Regions from separate parts of the Zea mays genome. Here all the other regions are linked to region 2. Evidence: chromatin contacts called from public Hi-C data. All regions are on one chromosome and are shown on one strand. Each heading gives the region's core, a stretch centred on a gene start, on an enhancer-like site or on the middle of the called end of the contact. The rest is flanking DNA. Distances are from core to core; before and after follow the strand shown. Region 1 holds the start of LOC100303965 (OSJNBa0064G10.17-like protein). Region 2 holds the start of LOC100275470. Region 3 holds the start of LOC100193671.

The links. Hi-C and Micro-C count contacts between places; a contact is called where the count stands out from the background.
Region 1: a Hi-C map of leaf shows a contact between it and region 2, with 4 times the contacts expected there. The contact joins the promoter of LOC100303965 here to the promoter of LOC100275470 in region 2. A contact is called at or near these places in 2 of 25 Hi-C or Micro-C datasets (endosperm and leaf).
Region 3: a contact with region 2 is called in a Hi-C map of leaf, with 2.2 times the contacts expected there. The contact joins the promoter of LOC100193671 here to the promoter of LOC100275470 in region 2. A contact is called at or near these places in 4 of 25 Hi-C or Micro-C datasets (ear, leaf and tassel).

Annotation. Positions count from the first base shown.
Region 1 is chr10:150,533,833-150,537,480 of Zm-B73-REFERENCE-NAM-5.0, forward strand. It overlaps LOC100303965 (OSJNBa0064G10.17-like protein), which reads left to right and starts at 2,250. Exons shown (of 1, transcript NM_001165516.2): 1 at 2,250-3,031. The coding sequence starts at 2,277. The coding sequence ends at 2,696. LOC103642198 (katanin p80 WD40 repeat-containing subunit B1 homolog) reads right to left here. Exons shown (of 18, transcript XM_008665508.3): 18 at 2,933-3,542. The coding sequence ends at 3,476.
Region 2 is chr10:150,375,322-150,378,442 of Zm-B73-REFERENCE-NAM-5.0, forward strand. LOC100275470 reads left to right here and starts at 1,542. Exons shown (of 1, transcript NM_001149535.2): 1 at 1,542-2,541. The coding sequence starts at 1,654. The coding sequence ends at 2,352. LOC100285695 (dihydroorotate dehydrogenase) reads left to right here. Exons shown (of 11, transcript NM_001158586.1): 11 at 1-180.
Region 3 is chr10:150,624,116-150,627,690 of Zm-B73-REFERENCE-NAM-5.0, forward strand. LOC100193671 reads left to right here and starts at 1,905. Exons shown (of 8, transcript NM_001358857.1): 1 at 1,905-2,919; 2 at 2,989-3,393. The coding sequence starts at 2,080.

The sequences.
Region 1 (3,648 bases), core at 1,000-3,499, 160 kb after region 2:
AATTTTGAAAATAGTAGAATAGAGCTTTTGGTTTGTCAAAACTCTTGCATTGTCTCGGTTGTCAGAATAGAGCTTTTGCATTGTCTCTTTTGTCAAAAGTTGGCCTCTTGTGGGGAGAAGTGTTGATTATGAGAAATAGGGGGAGTTTTTGAAATCTTTGATCAATCTCTTTTGGAATGACTCTCTTTATGCTTCAACATGTGTGTTTGACTTAGAGATAGAGATTTGAGTTTGATTTGCAAAAACAAACCAAGTGGTGGCAAAGGATGATCCATATATGCCAAAAATGAATCAAAATAAATTTGAGTTTTATTCGAAGTGATTTTGCACTTATTCTAGTTGCTTTATGTTGTGTTGGCATAAATCACCAAAAAGGGGGAGATTGAAAGGGAAATGTGCCATTGGGCCATTTCTAAGTATTTTGGTGATTGAGTGCCAACACAAGTGTTTAAATGTGAATTCATGCTTATGGATGGACAAAGTGCAAAACAAGAGCAAAGATATGTTTCTAAGTCTTAGTACATTGGTTTTGTGTACTAATATACTTGTCTAAGTATTAGAAACAGAAAGAAGAAGAAAAGAGAAGAGTTGGCTGTGTACAGCCAAAAGGCTGTTTCGGTCTGGGGCACCGGACTGTCCGGTGGTGCACCGGACACTGTCCGGTGCGCCAGGCTGCCTCGGCGCGAAGTGGCCGCTCTCGGGAATTCGCCGACGGCGTACGGCTAAAATTCACCGGACTGTCCGGTGTGCACCAGACTGTCCGGTGAGCCAACGGTCGGCCGGGCAAACGGTCGGCCGCGGAATCCGCTCGCGACACGTGGCCGAGCCAACGGTCAGAAGGGGGCACCGGACTGTCCGGTGTGCACCGGACATGTCCGGTGCGCCAACGGCTCTCTGGCGCCCAACGGTCGGCAGCGCCAGTTAAGGAAGGAAATCAGGCACCGGACAGTATCCGGTGTGCACCGGACTGTCCGGTGCACCCGACGACAGAAGGCAAGAAAGGCCTTCCAGATTTGCTCTCAACGGCTCCTAGCTGCCTTGGGGCTATAAAAGGGACCCCTAGGCGCATGGAGGAGTACACCAAGCAACCTTAGAGCATTCTTGATCATCCACACTCATTCTTTGCGCATTCGTTTGTCATTCTCAGTGATTCGAGCTCCATTCTAGTGAGAACTTTGAGATAGTCTTTTGAGCTCGATTCTTGGCCGTGTGTGTGCGCATTTTGCTGTGGATTTGTGTGTGTTGCTTCCCTCCCTTACTCCGTATTTCTTTGTGAATCTCAAGTGTAAGGGCGAGAGACTCCAAGTTGTGGAGATTCCTCGCAAACGGGATATTGAAAGGAAAAGCAAAACACTGTGGTATTCAAGTTGGTCTTTGGACTGCTTGAGAGGGGTTGATTGCAACCCTCGTCCGTTGGGACGCCACAACGTGGAGTAGGCAAGCGTTGGTCTTGGCCGAACCACGGGATAAACCACTGTGTCACCTCTGTGTTTGATCTCTTGTGGTATTGTGTTTTGTTGAGACTCCTCTCTAGCCACTTGGCAATTATTGTGCTAACACTTAACAAGTTTTTGTGGCTATAAGTTTAAGTTTCGCAGGATCACCTATTCACCCCCTCTAGGTGCTCTCAATCATTCCAACTACTATTGCCCCTTTTGTTCATAGAATTAGGTGTCACTCGGCTTACCTCCGACATGCACTGTACCTGCGAAGGTTTGTTTGCTTAAAGTTCAATTGAAGTCATCATTGTCCCTTTTTTTCATCATGTACCGTGTTTTCAAAATAGGTGATATATAAGATAGACAGTGGTGAAGCACCCATTATGGTTTACTATGGCTAGAGTCATACCTAAAAACATGTTTGGTGTAGTGGTAGGTTTCAAGTTCTTGTCCTACATGTTGCATCATATTTTTTTTTCTTTTTTATCCTTCTTGAGTCATACTTAATTATTATTATGTCCTCCGCCAGATAGAAGATTGGTATCTGGTAGCTGACCTCATATTTGTGATTTCAATCCGTCTGATATACCCCCATTCGGGTCTTTTGGATGAAAATGGTGCAAGAGAAGAAAACAAAAATGGTGCATGTATGCTCGCTCGGTTACGAGCACGTAGCTGGCGCCTCTCACCCAAACCAGTAGTTGAGACACGCCCCTGTTGCTTGCTGCTCGGTTGCTCACGAACGTACTATACTAGAGCACTATAAAAACACGCAGGGACTGGAAGCGAATGCCACTCACAGCTCAAAAGCAGCCAAAACGCTAGCTAGCTGCAGCGATGATGTCTCGCTCCTGCTACCTCGCCGTGTCGGTCCTTCTCGCGGTCGCCGCGACAGCCAGCGGCGCCATCGCGCCGGCGTTGCTGCACGAGGTGCGCCTCGAGGAGGAGGGCCTGCTGGTCGCGGAGGGCGCGAGGGTGGCGTCCACCTGGGCGGGCAACAAGGTCTCGCGGGCGCAGCCGATGGAGGCGTGGCCGAGCGGCGGCGTGGCCACGCAGGGCGACGACCAGAGCTCGTCGGGCGGCGGCGAGCACGCCAAGGAGGAGGGGAGCAGCAAGGAGGGCGAGAAGCAGGGCAGGAGCTGCCTCACCAAGGAGGAGTGCCACAAGAAGAAGGTGCTCTGCGGCAAGGCCTGCACGCTCTCGGCGCACAGCAAGTGCGCCGCCAAGTGCACCAAGTCCTGTGTCCCTACCTGCTAGGACCCGCCGACGAGGAAGCTAGTTTCTGTGATGCAATTGCCAAGATGATTGGAATAAGGACGGGTACTTCTTGCATGCATGCCTCTGGTCTAGGGTGCCATTTGGTTTTTGTCTGCATAATGGTTTGTGTAAGGTACTGTTGTTTAACATGCCACACTACCAGCTGCCTGCCTAACAACAGTACAAACACGTAGATTTTTGCCAGATCAGGGAAAATGGAAACTCACCGAAACCAGTTCAAGGCAACACCACATGATATCATTTTCACTCAATGCAGTGCATGACAAAGGGAGGTACTCAGAAGAAGAAAAGATATTAATTCTTCAAAATGATGTACATGGCTCACTTCATTCGCCAATGATCAGTAAATCGGCCAAACAACCCAACCCAACCACAAACACGCACATGCTAACGGTACATGAGAAAGGTGCTGCAGACAGCAAGGAACTACGAGTTCCCATCTGCTGATCATCATTCGATCGGGACCTGTAGCATCGCCGGCAGCCCATGAAACGACATCCACATAATATTGTGGCTGAAGTCCATTGTCCATGGCAGCAGCTTCTCTTCACAAATGACACGGATTATGTGTTAGCATGTGTACAGACTGCGGGAATAGCAGCAGCAAAATGCCCTTCACCGCTGCTGTGGCCTTGGAGCTTGATGACGGCGCTAAGACTGAGTAGCTCTTAGCGCTCCATGGGCAGCTGATATCCAATCTCGGTGCCAGCAGAGGGAAGAACGTCCCATCTAATTCTGTGTGTCTAGTATGTCGTCAGTCAGCTCATGATTTCCTGGAAGACGAGCGCAAGCTCTTGTGCAGCATTTGCAACTGCCCCTTTTCTTCTGTTGAGATTAAACAGAAAAGAACAAGATATGAGTATTGCAGAAACGTAAATTCTACGAACTGAAACCAAAGCCACAGACTAAGTTTAGAGAAGTATGGTCTCAA
Region 2 (3,121 bases), core at 292-2,791:
AGAAGGTCTGAATAACCGTTCCGTTAAAGTTCATGTGATTTTGATGAGAAGCAAGCAACTTTTTTTTTGTGTGTGGGCACGATGCTTGCCAATTCCATTTGACCGGTACTTGAAAAGAAATACCGGGTTGAAACTTTGCTGGGGGTGAGTTGAGTAATGAGCGGCTGTATCACGCGCGCGTACATGAGCTTTTGGTTCTTCTTTTCCTGGGGTTCACGTGTGGGAATGGGAGCACCTGCCCCGCTGCTCATCGAGCTCCCCACCGCCCCCTTTTTGGACGAACTTTCCATGGCCTTTTTCGGCCGTCCAGATGACGTGATGGAGGAGCCTGGGCCGCTCTCCCCGCTGCTTCGTGATGGGTCTCTCTCTGTGGGAGTGTCGGTCGCCTCTTACTTGATTCTGGTTACGTCTTCGTCTGAAAACGGGCCTGGTAGAACACGTAAATGGCCATCTTCAGCTGAACGAACGCGCGCCACGCAGGTCGCAGTCGGGCAGATGGGCGACAGGCAGCAGCAGCGGCCGGCCGTCGATGTCTGGCAGGCAGGCCGGCAGGGCAAGGGAGGGGAGGAGACGTGCGTGACGGCGACGGCAGTGAGGGTTGCCCTCGGCGGTATGGCGGCGTAGTTCAGGCGGCGTATGGATCGCACTCCTGCGTGCGACGAAACATTTCCTCGGCCCGACAAGTTGCACTTGCATAGAGAGAGAGGACGAAAGAGAGCACTACTGCTGGAGCTGCATGTACTGTACCGCACGGGTCCGCCTGTGTGTGAGCGGTGATCCTGATCCGCCGCGAGGAGGGCCAGGTGACGTGGAGCGGCAGGATGGGTCTGGATGGAAGGCAACAAAATCTGCGCCGCGCACGCGCACCCCCAGACTGTCGCCGCTGTGGCACAAACGCACCTGCGTCCCTGCTAACCGAAGTAACCATTTCTCTGAGTGATTAGTCGGTACTACTTGTACTACTAACTCGTAGTATACTATACTTACTATTGTACGAGTAGCATGCTCTGCCTGGCAACACTGTTGGGCTGATCTGGATCGAGCAGGTGGCTCGTCATCGATCGATCTGGGAAATGCATGACCCCCAAGGAGTTGACCTGCTGCTGGAAGTGGCCAAAAAACGCAGGCAGATCGAGGAACCGGAGCACCTGCGCCTGCGTCGTCGTCAGGCCCCGGACATTTCTTAAGCCGACGGGTCCGGGGATGGGGGGACCAATCGTATTTATCCAGACGGACTGCCCAAAAGGCAAAAGGCAGCGCGAGCTGGAACGAATGGTTGGTTGCCCGGAGCAGATGCGGAGGTCCAGGTCCAGCCGGGTTTGATCGGATCGGATCGGATCCGTCCCTTTCCTAGTTCCCATTGCCTTCGCAGTGGCCTGGAATCGTAGCATTTCTGATTTTCTGGTACTTCAAAAAAAAAATGGTGGAAAATGTAGGAGTATACGTACGTGACTGTCACAATCCTATGACTCTCAAGAGCGCAATCTTGGCCTCCCCTTCTTCGCCCAATAAATAGCCGCTCCACCTCACCTCCGCTCTCGGCCCGTGTCCACCGCGTCCTCTCCTGCCCGTCGCTCACGCCGCCAACACTACCAGGCTACCAGCTCAGCTCGCGCTCGTCCGGCCGCCTCCTTTCGCCTGCCAGCACCCACCATGCCACACGGCCACAGGGGCATGCAGCCCGCCACGACGGTGCTCGCGGTGAAGGCGGCCCTGGCGCTGGCCGCGGCCGCGTCCCTGGCGCGCCTCGCAGTCCCGCGCCTCGCGTCCGCGGCCGGCGCCGTGCTCCCGCGCGTCTGGGCCGCCGCGCGCCTCTGCCTCGTCCCGCCCTACCTCTTCGTCACCGTGCACCTCATCATCCTCGTCATCTGGAAGCTGTCCTCCGACCACAGCCACGTCCACGTCCACCATCAGCCCGGCGCGCCGCCATCGCCCGCTGCCCACGCCCGCGCCGCGGAGGTGCCGGTGCCGCCCGTCAAGGCCAAGGCCAAGCAGGAGGAGGACTGCGAGGATCTGCAGGCCGAGTTCTCCCCCACGGGCTCCGGCGGCGGCGGCAGCGAGTCCTGCGTCACCACGGAGTCCGACGAGGACGCCTCCTCCTCCGCCCTCCTGGAGCGGGAGCGGGAGCCCTCGCTTGACGGCGACGCCGACCACGACCTCGACGCCACGTGGAACGCCATCATGCGGAGGACGCGCCCCGCTCCCGCTGCTCCTGCTCCCGCGCAGCACCAGCACCAGCACCACCACCACCAACCGCCGAGAACCCGGGACCCGTCGGTCGGCGCGGAGGAGATGAACCGCCGCTTCGACGACTTCATCGAGAAGAACCGCAACTCCTTCGGCCGGCGGTAGCTAGGCCTAGGCGACCTCCCGACCCGATCGATCCAGCCTCGCCGCCGTACGATACATACGTACATAGCACAAGACGCATGCATCTTTGGTTGTGGTTGTTTTTTTCTTCTCTTTTTCATCTTGGTGTACATAGCACAAGGCACAAGTAATTTATATCTTACCTACTCGGTGAGAGTGAAACAGCACAGTAAAATTCCGTCCTTGATCAAGACTAGTCTCAGTCGGCTGCTTGATTAGCCCGCGATGAGTCCGGAGGCTGCCTGGCGACGCCGAGCTTGGCGTGGCTGCCTTCCGTAAGAAAGCAAGAAATTTGGTCGGCTTCTGCGCTGGCAGCCCGGTCCGCCTCTTTCGTCTTTCCCTTTCGGTGCCACCAGGATCTAACTGTAGATCATACCGTGTTTGCTTGACCGCTGACGCTGGATACTCTGCCTGCGAGTGGAAACGAGCGGCTAGTTCCAGTCAAAAGTAAAATCCCCTGACCAAGGTGTAGCCTGAATTTTCAGTGTCAACCTATGTTTTTTTCCAGTAAAATATTACGTAGAAGTGATTCCATGTACTAGCTGTTAGATTCTCTCTTTCACGATTGTTGCCCTTGCTGGCCTTGCATCTGTTCGTCCTTTCCTCTTTCTTTTTTTTCTTTTTTTTACTGATTATAACAGTGTGTCCAAGTTCATATAATATATATAATACTGGTGAAGTAGTGGGTCAGTGATTGCACACAAACCGTTGCTGCCACATGGTGTGTGCGTGTGAGAGAAGGAGATCCACA
Region 3 (3,575 bases), core at 655-3,154, 250 kb after region 2:
AACAAGAGATCAATCACAGAGATGGCACGGTGGTTATCCCGTGGTTCGGCCAAGACCAACGCTTGCCTACTCCACGTTGTGGCGTCCCAACGGACGAGGGTTGCAATCAACCCCTCTCAAGCGGTCCAAAGACCCACTTGAATACCACAGTGTTTTGCTTGCTTTTCTCAATCCCGTTTGCGAGGAATCTCCACAACTTGGAGCCTCTCGCCCTTACACTTGAAATTCACAAAGAAGCACAGAGTAAGGGAGGATTAGCAACGCACACAAGACACAAGAATCAGAGTATCAACACGCACACAAGTCACAACAAGAGCTCGCAACACAACTCAATGAGTTCACAACTCCACTAGAGCTCTATATGCTATCACAATGAAACGAATGCGCGGAATCGAGGTCTTGGTGCTTAGAAATGTTGTAGGAATGCTTGGTGTACTCCTCCATGCGCCTAGGGGTCCCTTTTATAGCCCCAAGGCAGCTAGGAGCCGTTGAGAGCATTCTAGGAAGGCTGATCTTGCCTTCTGTCGACTGGCGCACCGGACAGTCCGGTGCACACCGGACAGTGTCCGGTGCCCGATTTCTTTTCTTGTACGGCGAAGCCGACCGTTGGTAGCCAGAGAGCCGTTGGCGCACCGGACATGTCCGGTGCACACCGGACAGTCACCTATAAGATGCTCCGCAAACATAGTATTATGATACTCCGCAAGAGACATGCTCCGCAAGAGACATACACCGGACATACTATATGTGGTTTATGTTTATGTATTTACCAAGGGACATGCTCCGCAAGAGAAACTATAAGATGCTAAATACATAGTCAGCACACTCACCTATATAGTATGTTCAATCTCTCTCACACAAACATCTGCCTCGGTTAATGGCCCTGTTTGGCACAACTTATTTTCAGCTTCTTCACAAATTTAAGCAGAAGTTCTGCCAAACAGCTAGCTTCTGCAGCAGCTTATCAGTTCAGCTGCTTCTCAAAATACACTAAAAGCAGCCAACAAGCAGAAGCTGCTTTTCACCAGCTTATCAGATAAGCTGCTTTTTCAACAAGCAGCAGCTGCACCAAACAGGGCCAATGCCTAGCGTCTCCTTCGTCAGTCTCTACGACAGAACGTGCGGGAGGTATCCTAGATACATCAACAAAAAATGCAATTTTTTATGATAAGCTAGATTCCGATAAGCATTTTTATTGTGATTTTACTCGAGCCTTTTTGTTCACTGCAAATACTCACTTTTGAACGCATCTCCAGCCTCAAGAACGAGATGTAGTACAAGAATCAATAGAAGCCATCCTCCCTGATTTTGCCTGTGTATGTGTATCCTGCAGTTGATCTTAATATAGTTGGCTATTATAAACAAACAAACAAAATGTCTAACCAAAGTTTAGATCAGTTTGATTCTATCCCAAACCAAACCACTATAACCAAAAGTTCACATAGAATGGTGATATATGAGAATAGCATAGCACATGATCTTCTTGTGCAACACATTTTGCTTGCTGGTTGGCTGGTTCATATAAAACAGCCAGTTAGTGGGGCTTGTTGTACGAGAGACTCCTTGTACGAAAACCACTATTCCAGGGAGAGATATTTGTCTCGGGCCCCACCCGTCATCGTCGGTCCCATTAGATCCTCGGCCCCAGTAGATCAGCACCTGGTACGCTTCGACGTGCCGACTGCCGAGCAGCCCGTTCGCGACAGGCCAAATGGCGCCGTGCGTGCTCAGCACCCACCTCCATAGTTCCGTTCCACGTTCCACTCCCACTTCTACCTCGTCGCGGCTGGACCACCGTAGTCCGTCGGTGCTGGCTCGGCACCCTCCTTTCCCAGCTGGAGTCCGAACCGAAGGAGCAGAGTGACGACGCCCCGCCGCACGCATCGCAGTCGCAGCAGCAGTAACAAACAAGGCACAAGCCGAGCGGAAGCTGTAACAACGACACGAAACCAACAAACCTCGCGTATAAATCCGCTCGCCGTTTGGGCGCGCCCCACCGCTCTGGTCTGCTCGCCGCCGACAGACCACAGCCCCGGCCCGCGCGCGCCTTGGGTGGGTGCCGGTGCCGGAGCGACGGCAATGCCGGAGGCGGCGCGGGCGCGGGGCCTGCGGGAACCGGCGGGCGAGGGGGAGGCGGAGCAGGAGGACGAGTTCTACGAGTCGCTGGATCGGATCCTCTCCTCCTCCTGCTCCTCCGCCTCCGCCTCCGACGACGACGCCGACCACCGCCGCCGCCGCAGCAGGCGCCACCACCTCCTCCACCAGCACCAGCACCAGCACCAGCCGCTGTCCTCCGCGTACGACGTCTGGATCTCCGAGCCAACCTCCGTGGAGGAGCGCCGCCGCCTCCTGCTCCAGCGCCTGGGCCTCGCCTCCGACCCGCCGCCTCGCCGCTCGCCGTCGCCTCCCGCGTCTACCCCGGCGTCGCCACCGGCGCCCCCGGAGGAGCCCAGATCCGGCGCCGGGCTCGGGAGCCCCCCGCTGACGCGGAACCCCAGCTCCAGCGGCGGGGAGCAGCAATGCCGGATCCGGAACCTGGACGACGGCACGGAGTTCGAGGTCGGGGAGGTGCACGAGGAGGAGGTGGTGCGGGAGGTGGGCACCGGCCGCCACCTCACCTTCGAGGAGTTCGAGCTCTGCGTTGGCCGCTCCCCGATCGTGCACGAGCTCATGAAGCGGACCACCACCGCGGCGTCCGCGTCCGCCTCCAATCACGCCGCGCCCGCGGCCAGCAAGCCCCGGAGGAAGCCCGGGGGCGGGTGGCTGCGGGGCATCAGGCAGCTGGCGGGCACCGTCGCGTACGGGAGGCGCGGCGCCGACGATGGGGACAAGGAGAAGGAGAAGGAGAAGAAGGAGAGGGAGGCGCGGCGCCTCAGCTCTGCCACCGATGACAGCCTCGATGGCGCCGGCTCGCGCGATGTAAGGAGGGTCCAGGTGCGACAGTACGGGAAGGCGTGCAAGGAGCTCACCGGGCTGTTCATGACGCAGGAATTGGCTGCCCACTCGGGCTCCGTGTGGTGCATCAACTTCAGCCTGGATGGACGATACCTTGCCACTGCTGGAGAGGATCGTGTGATCCATGTTTGGGAGGTGTCTGAGGGAGACAGAAAGGGTGAGTTGCTCGGGGAAGGTTCGCTGGCAAAGGAGAATGGTGGTGGCTGCAGCCCGTTTCTCACGTTTCTTGGGAATGATTCACCGGAGATCGCTGCATTGTCATTCACCTGCGCTGACATGGATAAGAAGAGAAGGCTGAGGAAGCAGAGCAATCGGAAGTCTGTAGGGTCTGATCATCTGGTCGTTCCTGAGTGTGTGTTTGGTTTCAGAGACAAGCCAGTTTGCTCGCTTCTGGGGCATGCCGCTGATGTTCTTGATCTGTCATGGTCCAAATCTCAGGTGCGAATTTGTGATCTTCGTCTCCATGTTCAACTGCCCAAACACATTTTGGGATATTTTTGGTATTAATTCTGAAACATCTCATTGATTAATTGCACAGCTCAATGTTCTTCAGACAGAAAAGAAACGCTTGATTCTTGTTGTGATGATTTCTAGTATGTTTGCAAGGAATTCTGTCGTCA